Regions from separate parts of the Anser cygnoides genome. Here region 2 is linked to region 1. The links are chromatin contacts, called in public Hi-C maps. All regions are on one chromosome and are shown on one strand. The core of a region is the stretch at or near the end of the contact, and the rest is flanking DNA. Distances in the headings are between cores, read along the strand shown.

Region 1 (7,256 bases), core at 2,104-4,603:
GGAAGCAAGTTAGAGACATATTTACTTCTCATACTGCTTGAGCACAGACTGCAGAACAGCCCTCTGTGTGAGGTACAGGCAAAGCCTTTTTCATTGCCCACATCCCAACTACACAAGGCACAATTCTTATCTTGCTTGAACAGCTTCTAAGTGGAAGACTTTTCCCAGGCATCAGTGGAGTTAGAGTTTTGTGATATGAGCCACAAGAGGATGATTAACTTCTGATACCCAAAGCAAGGTCTTTTAGTACCTCATCTCATTACACGGTCATAAAAGCCTACAGAGGTCCTTTGTCCATCGAGTACCTATCGCTTAGAGTCATTTTCTAACTTTTCACCCATTATCTTAAGCATTAAGCCTTGTGCTATCTTTGCTTACTATATTCATTCCTACATGCCACGATTCACTTCAGACTTTGCCTTTTCAAGTACCGAAGAAAAACAACAGAGCACTCACCACGCTACAGGCTGGCTTCCACCCTACTCACTCTTCTCATGAATTACCACTGGAAGCTAACTCCAGGTACCATTAGCCTGCTTCCTTCACTAGGCAAAGCATCTCTAAACAGTGTTATTTTGCCCATTTTGTAAACATGGGATTGGTGTATTTATACACCTTTGGAAGGCTCAGGTACAAGTCTAAGGGGTTCATGCCATAAGATGTCCTTCTTACAGAGCTGGGACCAGCAACAGCTACTGAAGTCAAAGCTATCATGTTCCCTGTGTTACCAGGAAAAGGATTGTGCGAGGCCTGTATAACTTGCTCTCGTATATATGACTCAAGGAGTAGAGTGATAAGATTCTTATCCTTTTACTGACCTATGAGAGATCAAACATAAGGAATAAAGCCAATTTTACAACCATTGTTCAAGTTTATCATGATGCTGTAATTCAGGTGTCGGTAAGTGATACCTTATCAGACTAGACCGCGGCAGGTTGTCTCAACAATTTTCCTTGTACTTTGTCAAAGCATTGTGCTAAGCTATTTTGTTCTACGGAAACTGCCTGAAAGTGTGCACCTCTACTTAAACAAAGTCACGGAGGACATAAATAATCACAGTTCTGTGGGAACAGCGATAATTACAAGCAATTTCTCTCTAGCCATTTTAACATGGGAAAAATAAATCAAAATACAGTCTTGAACTCAGAAAGAGATGGCAAATGAGAGCTTAACAAAACAAACAGAGCCTGCCAAAATGACAAATTCAAAGTCTGTCTGTATAGCAGAGGAAGAGAAAAATACCCAACAGCTAAAGACAGATCCCTTTCATCCTCCTATATAAGCAATCACCAAAAAAAATATAATAATAAGAGTCCTTAATCTGAAAGGCCCATTTCAACTTCACTGTTATGAGATGTATGGGGCTTATCACCAAAACAAAACAAATCAACTGGATACAAAAAGAACAGTCAACTTATACTTCATTAACGCTACCCAAAAGTGCAACCTACTGAATGATGGGTTTCACCTCAAATAGTGTATACAAATATTTGTGCTAAATTACACATCTCATTGAGCACCAAAGAATTTTACACAGCATGAGTCTCACTCAGCAAGCATCCTAATATTTTCATTACATTTCCCACTGTTTAAGCTGTTTACCCCTGCATTCAACTGAGCTTTTTAAAAACAAACAAACATATGGCCATTTCTAATACCCTGTTTCAATGCTGAAATCAGCACAGTTATATAGGGATAAGTAGCTATAAGCCTTACCAGTGGGATAGCACTTGTGAAAACACTATGCACATTTTCAGTAATCTTAGATCTGATCCCCAGTGAGCCCTACAAACAGGATTTCTGACAATTCCAGGTGCAGTCCTGGCCTCTGCATTAATTCTGTTGGGAACCTTCCCACTGATTAAAAGGTTTCCATCCTTCCCAGCTTTTTGTTTGTTTTTTTCGGACACACTTACAGCACTAAGACAGAGGGTTGACAAGAAGCCTTCATTACTTGGCGTTGCTCATTAACCCAACTCGTTGCATTTCCATGGCCTTCCCTGTGCGCTACGCACCTTGTGAAAAAGAGACATCGGAGCTTTGGTCTAACAACACAGGCAGATCCTACCACGTTTTGTAATGCTCTAACCAAATCTCTCAGGCTGTTACAGGTTCCTAGAGCCTTTGCTTACCACACATCAGTTTCCTACCCTGCAGCATGACCACCTTCCAGCACGAGACCTGCAACAAGCTATCAGGATCGACAAGGCAGCATAGCTTCTCACGATGAAAGGGTTAAAGCCTTTTTTTTTTTTCCACTGGACTCCAAAAGCTGCTGTTTGAGTCCAGAAAAGACACTAGGGCATGATGTGCCTGGGCCTCACTTCCAGCTCCTCCGCCGCCGCCGCTGACTGCGACTTGCCAGCTATAATTGGTTTAACTGGCAGGACACCTTCAACACCCCCGCAGAGCCGAGCGGGTGAACCAGAACAGGGTCAACAGGATCAGGCACTTATTAACTAATACTCCTGAATTCTGATCAACTTCTCTTCAGCAATAACCGGGTGCTCGCCCACAGCCCGAGCGGGCTGGGAACCCATCCACCAGGCGACCTAAGCCATGCTAGTGCCTGCAGTGAGAGAACCTCCACGGCTTTTTCTTCTTAAAAACAAAGAAAAAAAGAAACAAACAACCCCAAACCAAGCAAACAGAACCCTACAAACAAACAAACAAAAGGAGTAACCGGGCTCCTGTCAGCAGGATCTCGTTTCCCACCTATGCCCAACCCCCTACAGCTGCCGGGGGGAGCCCCCCTTTGGCACCCAAACTCAGACAGGGGAAATTCACCCGACCCGGCGTTTTTGGGGTCCCTTTCGAACACCCTCTGCCCGTTAACCCCTTCCTGCCCGCCTTGCCCCGGCCAAGCCCCCTCCCCCGCCGCGGGCGGCGCCGGCCGCCATCACCCCCCCCGGGTCCGGGCTGGGGGCGATGCCCGGAGCCCCCCCCCCCGGGCTCGGGGTTCCCCCGGGATGCCCCCCGCTCACCTGGCCCCCGAGCGCGGAGCTCGCCTGCTCCTCGGCTAGCCCCCTTCCCGGCAGCAGCAGGGTCCAAAAAAATTAAAATATAAAAAAAAAATAAAATTAAAAAAAAAAAAAAAAAGGAAAAGAAGGCGCGCTGCCTCTCCCCGGGAGCCAAAATATCCTCGATGGGGCAGAGCCGGCCAACAACAACAGCAGCGAAGAAGGAGGAGGCGGCGGCGGCGGCAGCGCCGGCTCGATCCCAGCGGAGAGTCCCGGAGGAGGAGGAAGGGGGCGGGAGGAAGGAGGAGGGAGGCGGGCGGCTGCGTGGGCGCTGCCGGGCCGAGCCGAGCCGAGCCGAGCCGGGCGGAGGCGCCGCTCGGAGCCGTGTGCGCTGCGCTGTGCCGCGCCGCCCGCCCTGCCCGGCGCTCTTCAGCGGGCAGGGGGCGGTGGCGGCCGGGGGACCGCCCCCCGGAACCCGGCCCCTTCGGCAGCGGGGCGGCGGGGAGCGGGGCGGAGGCCGCGGGAGGAGCGGGGTAGCCCGCTGTGCCCTGGTTTTGGGGGTCCGGGGGGTGCCATGGGTGGCTGTGCTGGCTGGGGGACTGTGGGAGGGGACCCCCACAGTTTGGGGAAGGGAAAAAAGGCAGTTTGGGGTCATTCCAGAAACACATTACCCCCCCCCCCCCGCCGCCCCGTCTGATCTATACACCATTTAACTCATCAGGGACATTTTCCATGCTTAATTAACGCCCGGCCTCAAGAATGCTAAGATAGGAGAATCAACACCGACGTGCCCAGTGACCTCCCCTGCCCAAGTGAGACCCTGGGCCCAGGGAGGGCAGCAGCCCCCGTGCATCCACCCTCGCTTCCACCCTTTCCTCCTCTTGGTTTCTGGTGACCCTCAAGGGAGCTGAACTGCCTTTAAAATGCTGTTCTTCAAGCTTGCTGTGACACGCTGCTTCATTTAAGCTAACTCCAATCTCAAATTAACACTTGTGTCGTATGGCTGTAGCTTCTCTTGGAACAGGAGCCCCCAGTAGCTGCCACCCCTCGGTTCCTCACCAGATTTCAAATGACCCTTTGCCACGTGCCGAAGCTGTGGTTATTCGTACCGACAGAAAGCTACAGTGCCTTTGGCTGGTGGTGGTGCAGTTGTCGGGGCCACCTCCTTCGATGCTCTCCAGCTATTTCTGGCCGCAGCAAAGGCCAGACCATGCCACTTGTTGCCTCAGAGTAAGATTTTTCTGGTATTTCTTTCAAACTCTTCAGAATACCTCCTCCTCTCCCTAGGAAAGTGGCTGTTACTTGTTTCCTTACGGCCAAATGTCACCAGGCAAGTTGTGACAGCACACGTTGAGACTGGAAGAAAAGTCTTGATTATGCCAGTGACATTTCTCACTTCGGGAGAGTCCTGATCTAATAAGGCAACATCTGTTAGAATCCTAAGGGAAACCATTAAAAACTGTATGTCAGCTGGATAGCAGTTTTAATTATAACACTGACAAAAACAATTGTGCCACCCTTTATACAGGGGAAACATCTGCCAAAAAGATAAGATGAAAGGCTGGGAGTTATTTATTTCTTGCTAAATTGATGTGCTGGAATCTGGAGCAAAATGATTAAGTTGGCTGTATTTTCCGCTATTTAAAATCTTATTTTAAAAGTGATTCTTATCATATACATATATTTAATTTCATCAACACTTATTGCTGGTATAAAATTCACTGTTGCTCCTTTACAAATGGTACTCGCTCAGTACGCTTGAGTGCATGATATATATCAAAATTGATATATATTTTATAAAATGGACCTGATCAACCCAAATGAACAGTGAGGGTAGCCCTGCTTGTGTCAAGGACACTAAGAGCTACTTTCCGACCTGGATTATTCTATAAGTCTGCGTTCCCTCTGTACTACTCATTGTCAGAGACTAAAAGCTAGAGAGAGAAAGAAAAAATAGTTTTTGTTTTGGTTGAAAATGCTTCTGTATTGTACAAGTGTGTTTTGTTTTATTTTAGGAAGCGTCCATCTGCCTCACAATTGCTTTAGCCCTTATCTGTGTTTTTTTGCACGTGTGTTGGTATACAGAGAGATAAAAGGAGGAGCTGTGTATAACCTGATGAATAATCATGGCGTCAGCACCAAGCTGTAAACGTTGGACATTTTTTGTTGTGGACCCACTAGTGCTTTCTGGTTTTTTAGGGTGAGGGAGAACTAGCTCCAGTACTCAGGGTTGAAGTGGCTAGAAAGACAAAAAGAAAGCACAGAGATAAAGATAATAATAATAATAAATATTTGCATAATCACTGTACTAGGATTCTGTGGTAGTCCAGATAACATTTTTTTCTTTTCAGTCCTTGTTGTTTATAACTTTCTTGTTTTAAAGAGGACCCACGCTGCAAGTAGGTTGTTTATGTTTGTTTGGTTTTGGTCTTTTTTTTTTTTTTCCTTTTTTCCTTCCTCTGCAATAGTATCTCAGAAATATGCCAAAAAGCGACCCTCTTGTAGTGCAGTGAATTAAGGTGAAGGAACTTTTCGCATTTGTTACAGTATTCAAGTACATGACGTTTTGTGCTGAAAGCAATGGATGGTTGTCCGAGGGGATAATTTGGCCCCAGATTTCTGACCTGAGCAGCCGCAATGCTAATTTGCAGGTTCACTGGAGGAGAGGAGGAACAGCTGAGTGCTGGGGCATCCCAGGGATGTATTCTCGCCCGTGCCAAAACAGAGGGGGAATAAGATCCTAAAAATGTAGAGGTTTAAAGCACAAAGAGGGAATGAGAGGCAGCAGGTATGTGGCAGAGCTGCATTGCAGCCAGAGCTCCAGCGAAGGTATGACTTACTTCTCCAGAATTTCTCTTGCGACACTGAGAGGACACTCAGGAGTGAAAACCCTGTTGTGCTTTCAAAGTATGCGCTGAGCACTCATCTGCATGTTGGCTCAGCTCCCCTGCCCATGTGTGTTTGGGGCATGCGTGGCCCTCCTCCTCATCCTTCTCCTCCTCCTTTTTCTCCTCCTCCTCCTCTTCTTGGCGAATGCCTGGGATCACAGGGTGACCAAAACAGGGTTCAGCACCTGGCCACCCTGTCCCTCTGGGTAGGGTAAACAAACACCCTGGTCATGCATTGATGAAAGGAGGCTGCCTGCTCGTGCCCCCCAAAGACAATTAACAATGAAATGCCGGCAGGGAGCATCTGTAAGATCACAGCGTAAAGGGTCTCGGGAAGTGACAGCTTTGGAAAGTAGAGACCTGGTTATCTTGGACTTCAAACAACACGCTGTTATGGTTGAAACAAAGGATGAAACTCGTTGGCCCCATGGTTCAAATACAGCTAAACCAAAATATTTATACAGGGCTGGGGAAAGGGCGGTATCAAGAAGTCTTTATATACGTAATATATTCTTCACTTGGTGAGGAAGAAGCTGTTAAAATAAAACACCACCAACTATCCCCAACGAAAAGCTCTCCCCACAGTACATGGTGAACAAAATATGACCAAGATCATTTCTGCGAAGGCATCTCCGTGAGTCATAAAGTATGGCAAGTTATTCATGTGTGTCATTATTCTTAGCACATGCAAACCAACACTAGTAATTACCACAGAGAGAAAAAAATACTATGTCAAAGTTCTGCCAGCATGTTTGAACAGTAACAAAAATCACTGCATTTCATCTGTGTTGCATAAAGCTGAAGGAAATTAAGTAAGCTGTCAGCCCCACCATGTATAAAAATGCAAGGTTCTTCTGCTTCTAATTTTTTCAACTAGTGAAAATGTTAGAGGCGTGCTTCAGGTAATGTTGCCAGTGGACAGAGAGATGCCTAACACATGAACTGTATGATGGTGGATCATATGACAGAAAAAAATAAACCTTTACCCTTCATACTAAAGCAGAAGATCAGTCATTAAACTAGCTAGTGCTTAAGGGATTGCTCATACCATTTTGGGTGTATTTAATTCATTTCATCCAGTTTGAGGCATAAAATAAAAAGCACATGTTAATATTTTAAGGCCAAGTGTATTCAGAAACTGACGAGCTTAATAATTGTTTTTGGATGACTGTGCTCAAAAAAATACACTTTAATGTCCTTTAGCAACAGAGCTTTTTCTTTTATTCCCTGCATTTTATGTACTGCTGGTTTCATTTAAAAATTACCCTGCTTGTGCACAGGTTTACGATCCTCTTGTTCAGCTCATGAATAACTGTGATGTGACCTTCATCACCAGGTGTGCTCTCCCGTCTGGGTAGGCAGAGGCACACTCCTCTTACCAGTTAGAGCAGTCCTGCGTGTTGCAGTT
Region 2 (7,256 bases), core at 2,002-4,501, 79 kb before region 1:
TGAAGTCAGCTAATGGGAACCACAGTGATGCTGAAAACCAGGTCAATCTGCCTGTTACAGTGAAGCCCACCAGTTCCAGTGGTGGATATAAAGGAAATCCAATGCTAGGGATGAGAAATACAGATTTTCCACTCTCCTCTTCCAGTTGGAGAAGCTTCTGGAGATCCTGGCCCCAGCAAATCCTTGGATGGTGAGGGTGAGATGTTGAGCAGCAGCTCAGCTCACCACTAACGCCTGGAGATAACAGGCCTTGAGAGTGCTGCCTATTTATCCCATCCTGTTTTAGGCTTGTTAACCAAGTCAACTTCAAAGGAAGTTTATAGCTATTCATTTGTGACATGGGCAAGCTGTAGGGTTTTGTTTGCACTCTGAGGAGCTGGTAATAAGAGGTACACAGTATTCAGAGCAGCTGCTTTTAAAAGCTGTTCACTTCTTTTCTGATGAAAGGGCAATCTAGGGTAACAGCCAAAATCCAAGGAAAGGGACAAGTTCCTGCAGAGTAAATGGTGGGATTTACAGCAGTATTGGGAGGCATCCTGTATGTAATAATGTCCCTGGGTAACAGGTTTAAATCAAAGAGTAAAGTGTGAGTCTGTTCCTAAAAATTATCTTCTGTAGTGTGGAAGAGAACACGGAGACTTAACTTGGTTAGCATGTATGCAGCCTGTACTTCACTCAGTGCTTAAGATAAGCATCAAGAAAATATCATAGATGTAATATAGCAACAACACTAGCATGCTTACCAGTCAGAGATTACATGACATAATTTGAAGACTATTGTGTTTAAGTAAGCTATAAAACAAAGAGAAAGCAACTAAGTAGTCCTGATAGGCAACCAAAACTCTAAGAAATAATAACACATTCAGTCTATTCAGCTTGCTAACTCACTGTCTATCAATTCTACCCACAGCCAGTACAAATTTAGTGTCTGTTCCCCACTCACCCACTCCCCTGCTGAGGGAAAATACAACAAAACTCACCTGCTGCACTTTCTAGCTGTTCTGAGCCAGGAGCTCAGCAGAGTGGCAATGAGCTGAACTGATGCCTAAATTAAGCTCTTACTGATGGACTGCAGATGTTACTGTTCCAGTCTCAAATGAAAGAGGTACTTGGGGGTTTGTCTTTTGGGGAAGTTAAATTAGAGTTGGTGTTTTTGGAATTTTTGTGTCCAGTTGTGGAGTGGTCTGGGCAATACAACATAAAAAGATATTTGAATACATATTCACTGAAGGGGAGACGGATGTATCTCTGTTTTTCTTCTGAACCTTTGTAAACTTAGTTTTATGGTTTCTTTTTCTCGAGTATGAGAATAGGCTTTTTCACTGAGTCCACTCAATGCAAGCTTGTTGAATAGCACTGCTCTACTCGTGTGTCTGAGACACAAATGGTTTGCTTTGTTGTTTCATTCTGCAGCTGAATCCCAGTATTTACCTTGCATTGCTGCTGAAGCAGAATATTGATGGGGTAACTTCTTCTTTGGAAAAAGCTCCATGCAATTTAAATGCTGGAAAAAAATAAATAAGGTATATCTGTGAGTTTTCAGAGCCTGAATAGTTATCCAACTGCAAGGTAGTGACCTTAGTAGGTTTCATTATCTGGCTGAGAAGTCATATAAAAAATAAAAAAAAAAAAAAGAAAAAAAAGATAAAATACCCTGCAGAAAACAAGTCTGACTTGAACATCTGGAGGATGAGGAGTAGAAAAATAAATGAAAGGGCCTGCTGTGTTCTGTGCCAGTAGGATTTGCAATCCAGAAAGAGATGCAAATGACTAAGGCTGAGTGATCTACTTTCTGTAAGCAATCAGCGTGACAGACTTAACCCCTTTTTTTGTTTGCAAATTATCCTGAAGTAAGTGCTGTTGCTTACAGATGTGTTTGCTATTTGCATACACTTTGTGAATAAACTTCTGCTTGTGCATTAGTCATGCCGTATTCAGCATGACTATTGCTTGAGTGTTTGTTGTTTATGGGGTGTGATTCACCAGACCTGCAAGGAGCTCTAAGGAGGGCTGCGTGAGCATTACTAGAAATATGTATATGAAAGCACATTCACAGATTGTAAGCATGTTTGTGATGCTTTTCATCTCCCTGCAAACAATCGTATTTCTGAAGAAAACTTTGTTTGTGCAAAAAAGGACCCTGCAATTAGGAACTTTTGGATTGGAAATGGCTGTTGGAAACTTCTTGAAGCCAATTACCTCTGTCTGAATCTCTCTGACAATGCCTTCTATTGAGCAAGCTGGCAAGTGGCCAGACAAGGGCAGAAGGGTGTGTATGACAGCGGGTACAACCTGGTAATATGCTTTGTATGTTTCTGTGTTGGCCCCCTGAGACAAATGCCTGGGCCTCCATCACAAGGTGCATCCGTCATTGTCCCCTGTTACTGCGGACGTGCCTTTAGCCTGAGCAATGCACTCGCCTGCTATGGTCTTGGTCTCCTGAGGGGTCTCTGCCCTTGCGGTTGCCGCAGCCCTGCCCTGCCCTGACCCTGGCATACAGGTTTTCAGGTGGCCTTGGTGTGGGCTGCAAGACGTGGGAAGTTTGGGGTCATACAGTGTCAGGCCTGTAGGCCCTTTCAGTATGAGTTCAATGAATATCCCAGGTCAAGCTATTGTTTGGTTTGCACTGCAAAAAGCCCCAGTGTCCACATATTGTGTCCACTGCTGGAAACCTGATATGACCAGAAAGCAGAACTGGGAACAGGAGGGAAAGGCTGAGAGTGGGGAAATGGCAGGAGCAGACTAGTACTGGTGAAGTGACATGGACACAGGCTGGCTCCGTGAAGCTCAGGGGTCCCGGGTCATTTAAGAGTTTAATGATTCCTTCAAAAAATATATTTTATATCAAATAAAAACTGTCTTTGCTCTCCAGATGCCTCCCTTCCCTGGCCTAATTTTCATTAAGAAAACATAATAAATTCTGCTTTTTTTGTTGTTGTTGTTTTGCTTTTTTTTTTTTTTTTTTTGAGGGGGGGTAGGGAGCAGGAGGGGTTAAGGGAAAAGGAAGAGAAGCTGAGGAAGATCCTTTCTTCTTCTTCAGTTTTAAAGCATGAAAAGACAAGAAAACAAAACACGTGGAAGGGGATTTGTCCTAGCCCCAGCAGTCCTCTTATCTTTCTTTTTCTGCTGACTTCCTGCTCTGAATGCTTTGGCAGCTTCAAGGGCAGCATCTAAACTTTGCAAACATGAAGGAATTCAAATGCAACCCTGGACGTCATCACATTTTCCAAGTTGGACATAAATCATGGTTTGTTATGGTTATTCTCTCGAGAGGCAGAGCATGTGCAAGTAGATAAGAGCCTGGAGGAAGGAGAGGCATAGGGTATCTTGGAAAAAAGGAAAGGCCATAGGAAAGACTTAATAAGAAGTGTTTTGACAGCGTCAATTGAGCTGAACAGCCATTGAGGAACTGGTGTGAGTTCTCATTGTTGTGGGGACGTTGCCCCACCTAATTTTAAGTACATTTGCTATGGAGCTGGCAGGGAACTCTCTCCCTTGCCATTCAGATTTTGTGTCACTGAAAGTGGGATTTTCCCGGTGAGGCAGTATTTTCCAGCCACAGCAGTGCACTGATTCATCAGCCAGATCCTCAGGTGATATAAATAGACACAGCTTCCGTCAGCCCCAGTGGTCTTGCACCGACTTACATCAGCACCAGAAACTTGGGGTGGAAAGTTCCCATCAGTTTGCCCAGTCTCTGTCCCTGCCACGGCCGGCTAGCCTCTTACTGTGCTAGAGCTGGGAAGAGTTACACAGCTATCCCAAGAGAAATGGGAAACTTGCTTTCTCTTAATGAGCTGCAGGCACATGTTAGTTTCCTTTCAGGAAGCTTTTTCTTATATCCATCCCATGTTTTCCTGTACTTAATCCTGCTTTGCTTTTAGTTTGACCCTGTTTTTCTCAGTTGCGGGTGGTGTTTGGATGTTTTGGGGTGGGATGTTCTGCTGGCCCTCTGTGACAGGACTGGGCACCCAGGGGGTCTGCCTCAGAGCTGCTCCAGAGGTCTGAGCCCTGGGTTTAGCTGTGGATTTAGCACTTTTAAATATTAATCTTTTTAACTGGGGAGTTGGCTGCTTGGCCGGTGGGAGGTTAACCTGAAGAACAGCTCCAGACAAGGACGTAATTATATTTATACCTTGGCTGCATTGTGTGGAATGCAAATGAGTGCTAAATGGCTGTAATTACCTACGCAGTGTGCAACGTGTCACTCCTATTTTACAACAACAGGACCGAGGCCAGCTGAGCATGGACCTGTTGCTTTGGCTGTCCTTGGGTTTCCAACAGCTTCCACCCTGCCACTCTTCTCTGCTTAGCCAGCATATTTCATAGCAGTAACACCCAATCACTATGTTAAATGGTGTTCAGAGGTGTTTTTACCTCCCCTGGCATGTTATTATTTACTCCGTTAGGATGCCACAGAATGAACAAGGTTGAACAACTGGTTAAAAGATGCTTGTTATATCCAGACATACTTAATGAGGTGTTTTTTTGCATCCCTATTATACTTTGGCCTCTAAGGAGAGGAGGGATATGTATAATTTGGCTGAACTTGTTTCTTCCCAATGAACGATGACATCAAAAATCTCTCTGAGTTCCAGAAATAAAGCACAGTGAGACTTGCTCTCTTTATGCCAGATTTGGCAAAAAAACATGCACACATATATATATATGGAGAGATCACTGGATTGCCAGCAGGGATTTGGTTCTGGGCAACCACAATTTATTGCAAGTGTAGCCAGCCTGTGACTAAGACACCTACACGTGGACCCTCAAGGACATCTCTTATGTTGAAGCTACATCAGTTGAGGTTTATGCTGGATAATGCAAATCCAAGGTTGTGGGTGGAAATGACCTGCAGAGGCTGCTGAGCCCCATGCAGCAGTTCCCATAGGGCATGCCCAGAGCTTCTGCAGGGCTCTGCTACCCTGACTGGTGAGCTCTGCCTGGTGTCTTGCCTTTGACTCTTATGGTTCTCAGCTACATGAAGTTTCCACTGTGTCTTGTCATCACCTGGGGCCTTGTCATCACCTGGGGCCTTGTCTCTCCCGTTCTCTGGACTCAGGGAAATGTGGGTCTGTGGTGAGCAGGAGCTCCTAAGCCCTGGCATTAGCAGAAGAATATGGGCAACTGATTTCCCTCTGGAAAGGAGGGGAGGGCCAAGGGGAGAAGGTGGCAAGAAACTCACAAGACACTTTCTTGCAGGTGTCTGCTGAGAAGGTGTTAGTCTCTGGGATGTGCAGGTTTCCCTGTGCTTATCTGTGTGCCACTCTGACTCCTCTGTTTTGCTTGAATACTATTTTTCTCTATTGGACTTTTTTTCCACATAGAGAATGCAGCAGTTCTGTTAGATGGGGCTTTGTCAAGTAGCTCATGCCCTTTCATAGGACTTTCAGAGGGCTGGAGCACCTCTCCTATGAAGAAAAGCTGAGAGAGCTGGGAATGTTCAGCCTAGAGAAGAGAGGTCTCCGGGGAGATCTCATTGTGACCTTTCAATATTTAAAGGCCACCTACATCTCCATCTTATAAAAAAGATGGGGAGTGGCTCTTTACTCCAGTAGATAATCATAGGACAAGATGGAATGGTCTTAAACTAAAAGAAGATAGATCTAGACTAGACATTAGGAGGAAATTCTTCACAGTGAGGACGGTGAGGCACTTGACCAGGCTGCCCAGAGAAGCTGCGGGTGCCCCATCCCTGGAGGTGCTCAAGGCCAGGCTGGATGGGGCTTTGGGCAGCCTGGTCTGGTGGGAGGTGTCCCTGCCCATGGCAGGGGACTTGGATGATCTTTGCCTGCTGAGCTCCCTCCATTAAACATGTTCAGGTTGCCCCACACCAGCCATGGGGGTTTCCTTGGCCAATTTTTTCTCATCTCAGAGGAGGAGGAGGACAGGGAGGAAGAGAGGTTCAGTAGGTGGCAGTCTGCCCTCCGACTATCAGTAGAAACATGGGCAAGCGGGTTTGTGAAGGGGCTTGGGAGGGGCTTTTCACAAGTCCCAGGGCCAGGTGCCCAACTCTCACATCGTTCGGGGAGTCACGGAGCAGACGGTGCTGTTTGCAGGGTGCAGAAGCAGGTGACCGGCTGCACAGGGGTCCAGACTTGATGCTCTTTGCACCATGGCATGTTTCTAGATCATGTGTTTGTGGGAGAAAGCTCAAACTGATGGCCACAATATGCCTGCAGAATTAAACTGAATTATCAGAATAGCATTAAGTTTTACAAAACTCAACACTTGAGCTGTGGGTCATGGTTTTTGTGTTATTACAGCATATTTTTCCTGTGTTTTGGAGCTGGCAGATCTGTCAACATTAGTCCTCGCTGTAGTCCAACTGGTTGCGTTGCTGCTTCCAAACTTTCTTGTTGCCTAAATTCCTGTTATTGCAATTGGATCGCCTTCTCATTTGGCTCTGCACCGCTGTGTGGGGTGGCTGTGCTGTGTAAAGGCTGTCAGGCCTGATTCCCATCCACACTCTGGCAGCAGGCGCCTTCCCACCCACTCGGGGGTCCTTTTACTTTGCTGGAGCACTTTGTCTCTGTGAAAGATGGATCCTGGAGGCAGTCTTCACCATCTTATGAGGCTGTATGCTCTCCGGTCCCAAATCTGCTTGTGGAGCATTCCCTGGTCATGCTGGATGAAAATATCATCCCCTGGTCATGCTGGATGAAAATATCATCTGGGATTTATTTTTTTGCTGTCCCACTGACTGCTTCTGTCTGCTGAGGGGCTCCCACTGGTGTCAGTGCTGGTGGGCACCGGCTGAGCACCCACCTCCAACTTCTCAGCAGCTTTCTGGCAGCCCCATTCTGCATCGGTTCTGTGACAAGGCACCACCAGGGACCCTTCCAGCACCCTCCTGCATTGAGTAACCATTTAATAACATGCTAAGGGACTGTCCCTGTGAAAGCCAAGGAAAGATGTGATTGAAAATCAAGTTGTGTTATGTGCAACATTAGTTTTTCCAATATTGGTCACGTGCCCATGGTTCATGATGTGTGCCTCTATCCAGAGTAAAATTAGTAGGTGTGTCTTATAAACAAAAAATAATAATCCTGTGACTCACCGCTAAGAATTCTCCCTTCTGTGGGGAGTGCTTATTAATCTGGAATTTTAAGTGAGGGGAAGGGCGGCACGGAGAGTTTCTGCGCACTTGCTGCTTCTTCCTGCAGCTGGCAGTGTGGCTTGCCATGGCACTTCTGGTGGATGATCGTGAACATGTGTGTGCTGGAGCCACCGACCAGGCTCCACGACTCCTTCGG

The links. Hi-C and Micro-C count contacts between places; a contact is called where the count stands out from the background.
Region 2: a contact with region 1 is called in a Hi-C map of granulosa cells, with 1.6 times the contacts expected there. The contact joins the enhancer-like site here to the promoter of ETS2 in region 1. A contact is called at or near these places in 3 of 7 Hi-C or Micro-C datasets (granulosa cells and liver).

What each region holds. Positions count from the first base shown.
Region 1 is chr1:115,921,605-115,928,860 of Taihu_goose_T2T_genome, reverse strand. ETS2 (ETS proto-oncogene 2, transcription factor) reads right to left here and starts at 3,353. Exons shown (of 10, transcript XM_048071484.2): 1 at 2,985-3,353.
Region 2 is chr1:116,000,651-116,007,906 of Taihu_goose_T2T_genome, reverse strand. No RefSeq gene overlaps it. Among named protein-coding and RNA genes, the nearest start is that of PSMG1, 66 kb to the left of the region's middle. Within about 2 kb of position 3,251, at least 1 of the 3 cell types and tissues checked has open chromatin away from gene starts, as enhancers often do.